2 separate regions of the Triticum aestivum genome follow, and region 2 is linked to region 1. Evidence: chromatin contacts called from public Hi-C data. All regions are on one chromosome and are shown on one strand. The core of a region is the stretch at or near the end of the contact, and the rest is flanking DNA. Distances in the headings are between cores, read along the strand shown.

Region 1 (2,740 bases), core at 109-2,608:
GTATCCCTCCTTCCCGAAGTCACACGACCAGTCAACCACTCGATCATACAAGAAACCACTCGACCTACTGAAGACCAGGAGTCACTCAGAACAGCAACGGGCGAGCATTCACTCCGTAATCTTTAAGGTCATTTAAGGCACTTAAGGCTGGCGTTACCAATAACGCCCTAATCTTTATGTACGTTGAACCCTCTGTAAAGGGGGATGGCTGGGGTCCTGGCGAACTCTTTATAAGCCACCCTCCTCCTCTGGCACAAGGGTTCGCACCCCCTGTAACACACACACTCATATAATTCAGTCGACCGCCCCCGGGCACCGAGACGTAGGGCTTTTACCTCCTCCGAGAGGGGCCTGAAGTCGTAAACACTTGCGTACAATCTCGCCGTAGCTAGGACCTTGCCTCCTCATACGTACCCTCTATACTTACTGTCAGACTTAGTACCACGACACTACCCTTTTACACTATTTGTCGCAAATATATGTTGTAGTGGGCCGGCTTGATTAGTCGAGACGCTTCATCGAGAGAACCTTTGTTCTGCAAGATATAGCTGTTGGCGGCAGCATTGTCTCGGAAAAAAAACTACCCGCGTCAGCAAACGGCCGTGCCTTCGCATAGGCGTGATTCAAATAGGCCGACACATCTAGAGGGCGACACACCGCTTCTACGCGAAACTGTAGCGCTCTTTGTACCATTGTAAAGCTGGCACTGTAGCGACCAGTGCATTGTAGTGAATCGGTTTCTTGGTTAGTTTATTTGAACATTTTTTGAAAACATGAATATTTTTGAAAACACTAATAACTTCTAAATTTTCTGAAAATGTGTTTTTTTTAAGTTCTACTCTCTCTCCATTTCAAAATAAGTTCAGTGTATATTAAAACAGTGTTCACCCTATATTAAAAATAATTCACTGTATATTAGATATATGTTTAGTGTGTATTGACAAGTGTTCGTCATATAATTTAAAAAGTCCATCACATATAGAAAATGTTCAATGTGTACTTGAAAAATGTTCACCTTATACAATTTTTGTATATTTTAGAAAATTTTCACCATATATTCGGAAAAAAAACTTACAAAAACTATAGAATAATTAAATGCACAAAAATATTTTTTTAAAAATGAAAGAAAAACCAAAATCTGAAAAATAAAAAATAAAACAGAACAGCTTTTTTTTTTGAGAATATAAAACAGAACAGCTGTTATGCTGGGAAGCACGCGGGATGTCTTAGGCCCATGGTATGAGGGTCCGGCTGACAAGAAACGGGCTTCCCAGGCCCATCCTGCCGCGAGCTGGCTGCGGCGGGCCGATGCCGAGCTCTGTCACCACCTGGTGATATAATAACACAGCGGAAACTTATTATCGCTCAATATTCCTAAGCAGCCGACAGCCAGAGGAGAGGATTCCCCACCCAGCCACCCGCGTGAAGTCGGCACTCCCCTCCCTCCGTCCCAACCCCTTCTCCTAGGTAACGAACCCTAACCCGATCTCGCTATATCTGGTTGCGATTTGGTGCTGAATCCATAGTTCTCGCGGTGCGAAGTGTTTTGGTCCGATTGCGTGTTGTTATCCGTTGATTCCCGGTGGGTTTCGTTGATCGACACTTCTGTAGCTCACGCGGCGATCGTGCAATCTTGCGATTTCGGGATCTGTGCGAGGCGAGCGCGCTGGTCGGATGTTTTTCTGCGATTTTGCGCGGTTGTTCATCCGCGAGTTATTCTGCGCAAGTCGATCGATCCGTGTTCCTGTTTTGAGATTGCGTGCCGTTGCCGAGTGCATGGGTTGATTCGTTTGGATGTACGGAAGAAGAGTTAGGATATTGGGGCAGAGTCCTAAATACATGCGGGCTTAGATGATGAATTTTTGGCATTTCTTCTTTTCGAGCATATGAATTGCGTTTATTTCAATTCCACTTATCCGGTGGGCCTTCCTGTTAGTGGCCACAATGTTTATTAGTGTGCAATTTTGCTAACGAGTAGGAGCTGCTCATCTTGCTTTTGGGTTCATCCAAATTGTTTGTGTTTCTTTTTATATATATGCATGCGAACTTATAATGTTTCAGCTTTCTAGAACTTCATAGTTTGTTGTTGCAATAGCTTGTGTGAGGATTCCCTGGAGTTATCTTGAACTCTACCAGTGGATTGAACTCTACCAGTGGATTTCAGCACATCAAGATCATTGCATACCTTATATGGAATCCACCCGAGTTCTCCGCAATCCACACACATCCCCTTCTTTCGTGCTCACGGAGGATCTGCTCTTATCCTTGTCTCCACACCCTACTGACCCAGCTTCCCACTCCAGGATTCACCTTTGGTTGCACAGTCCCACTGCAAGTTAAATTATTACTCATTATCTGCGGTTTGATTAGGGAGAAACGCAAGGTTTCTCCTTGTTCCAGAGTCCTGCTCCTAATCTCGATATGAAGAGAAAGAGAGTTCTAGAATAAAGATGAAGACAATGACAACTACTAATCGGGTTGTAGCGTTTCAGATGTGCTTATTGAAGATGATTGTGAATTGAACCGAGGTTTTTTGTGCTAAGAATGTCAAGTCATATTGTCTACTTGTGGAATATCATAACTTATGCAGTATTTTAAAGGAATATATTCTATGGTAAGCTGGCATAAGCATCATTCTCTTGGTTTATAGAGAGCAAGTATTAAGTAGGCCAACGGAATTGCAATGACCTTAAGTCTTCTATATGCCATATTGCTTGAGCAGATCTATCATTTACATTAT
Region 2 (2,713 bases), core at 4-2,503, 220 kb before region 1:
GTAATTCCAAAAAAAATTCACATTTTTGCAAAAGAGTTTGGAGATTTAAAAATTACTATTTTATTTTAGGAATATTCTTATTTCAAAGTTATTGACAATTTTCAGTAAAACGCTTCGAAAAATTACAAAAAGCTTTTCAAATCTCGGCTCTGCCACGTCTCTAAATATTTCACCCTTCTCTTTTGACACAAGCAGCTATTAGGTAGAATGGCTGTCAGGATGAGTTTACTAGTGCCAGGTCGTGAGTTCGATTCTTGGTACCTTTTATTTTTTGATATTATTATTACATCACACGTTACAACAAAAACGTTAGAAAAAAGACTTTGCGCCTGGGCCGGATATTATTACATCGCACGTTACGAGAAAAACGTTAGAATTTTTCTTTTGCGCCTGGTGGGCCGGCCCAGTCGCGTCCAGCCGCAGCTGAAGATCCTGGGTTCAACCTGCTGTCTCTGTTTGGGAATACACTCAAGGTTCAAAATAAATCGGGATTAAAGAGTTCAGTGTGCTGATTTCAAGGATTAGAAGTTTAGGACTCGATTTACCTTGGCTCTACAAATTCAAGGTTTATTTTGATTTTTTCCCAAAGGGAAAAGAGCAGCCTAGCCCATATGTAAGGGCATGTACAATGGTTTTATCTTCAGAGTGTCACGTAGGATAAATGATGAGGTGGAGGAGAGAGAAATCATAAGAGAAGCCTTGTCTTCTCTTATTTAAGAGAAGACAAGAGATGATCTCTTAGCACAATTTGTCTCACCATGTTTTTAGGAACAACTAATTATTGAAAATAAAGCTAAGAGATGATCCATTGTATACATGTTTTTTGTCATATCTAATTTACATGCAAAATTTAAGATAAGACTACCTTATCAATCATTGTACATGCCCTAAAGCGTAGCGTAAGTGCGTGACAAGCGCCACTTGTCGGACTACACAAGAAAAGATAACCATGTCCCGAACCACAGCAAACGAGGCCACAAACCAACAGCAAACGAACACCCCTCGCATCCCGCGCCAGACCGCGAGGACAGACTAGCGCGCCCGTGAGCCGTGTGCACCATCAGCCCGTGTCTGCACCTGCACGCAACGAAACGTTTTAATCTTTTTTTCCTCAAAAAGGGACTTCTTTTTTTTTGCGAATTTTGCGTAACGTAACAGTCCAACAGAACACCGCCCGCGCGCACGCCACGGACGCAGCGCTCCAAAGGCAGGGAGGGCATCGGCGCCGTCATCTCCCCTCACCAGTCACCCCCACCACGCCACGCCCCCTATCGCTATCGGCCGCGGCACCGCGCCCGAAATCCTGCGCCCCGCATTTGGGCCATCTCCATCCGCCGATCCACCCATCCATCCGCGCCCGACCCCATCAAAACCCCCACCACCCCGTCCTCCCCGCCCGCGCGCACTCGTCCTTCACCCTCATCCCGCCTCCTCAGTGCGGCCACACTCACCTGACCCACGGAATGGCGTCCGGTGGCTCTGGCTGCACCGCCACGGCCGGAGCCGCGGCGCTGCTGTCTCTGGTGTTCTTGTGGCTGCTGCAGGCCTCAGCGGGCGCGGGCGCGGGCGCCGACTGCCACTTCCCGGCCGTGTTCAACTTCGGCGACTCCAACTCGGACACGGGCGGGCTGTCGGCTGCCTTCGGCGCCGCGCCGCCGCCCAACGGCAGGACCTTCTTCGGCATGCCCGCCGGCCGCTACTGCGACGGCCGCCTCGTCATCGACTTCATCGGTACGTACGTCTTCGCCTCAAACTCTCAGTACTGTCAGGAGCTCTTCAAAGTCGCTGTACTGTGGATCTTTTTTCCTTCTTATTACTTTTCACCCGTTCGATCTACCCTTCGGTTCTTCTGCACGGCTGCACGTGGGGCCCACGGGTTGATAAGGCCGAAACCCACCGCCTTCACTTGCAGGAGCCAATAAATGTAGTCTTAATTCGTTCCATGTGTAGCGGTGCAGCTGCGAAGGCAATAATTTTGAAAGCCAACCTCATACTCTACAGTGTAGTGTGTACTGTAGTTCTGAAGGAGAATAAAAGTTGGCAGACACGCAGTAACCTGTATGAGCACAGTAAAATTAGCTTGTACTCCCTCCGTTCCTAAATAATTCTCTTTCTAGAGATTTCAACAAGTGACTACATACGGAGCAAAATGAGTGAATCTACACTCTAAAACATGTCTACATACATCCGTATGTTGTAGTCCATTTGAGATGGCTAGAAAGACAATTATTTTGGAACGGAGGGAGTAAAAAGTTAATTAACAACTTCTCTTGGAGCAATAAAATGCTAAGAGCTAGACCTGGAGTACGATGTGGTTTGGTTTACCTCTTGTCACTCCTGTTGTGCTGATATCTGGTCCGTGGACCTGCAAGTACTCCTGGAGTAGTCTAGAGTTAAAAAAGAAGGGATGTCTCCTGAAAGGGCCGGGCAGAGCAAGACTTTTACTATTTCTACCCTACATACCACCTTTTGTTGAAGAAGATCTGAAAGGCCATTTCATTTCGCATCCTGCCTTGAATAAGATGCGGTTGTCCGGCCACAGCCGGGCATCGGTTCATCGCCGGAAAGCGGCGGCCTTGGACTACGCGCCGCCGGAGCACGGCCGAAGCAAGCTGCACTTTGGCCCCGCCGCCGCGCGCGTGCGAGCGCCCGTGCCGTGGCAATGATGCCACCCCCATGCGCCCATCCGGGACCCGGCACGCCATCGATCGCC

What was found. A called contact is a pair of places that touch in the nucleus more often than the background predicts.
Region 2: a Hi-C map of leaf shows a contact between it and region 1, with 8 times the contacts expected there. The contact joins the promoter of LOC123044380 here to the promoter of LOC123044375 in region 1. A contact is called at or near these places in 3 of 5 Hi-C or Micro-C datasets (all in leaf).

The regions. Positions count from the first base shown.
Region 1 is chr2B:206,641,260-206,643,999 of IWGSC CS RefSeq v2.1, reverse strand. It overlaps LOC123044375 (eukaryotic peptide chain release factor subunit 1-3), which reads left to right and starts at 1,358. Exons shown (of 3, transcript XM_044467106.1): 1 at 1,358-1,467.
Region 2 is chr2B:206,856,424-206,859,136 of IWGSC CS RefSeq v2.1, reverse strand. LOC123044380 (GDSL esterase/lipase ACHE) reads left to right here and starts at 1,253. Exons shown (of 5, transcript XM_044467108.1): 1 at 1,253-1,731. The coding sequence starts at 1,464.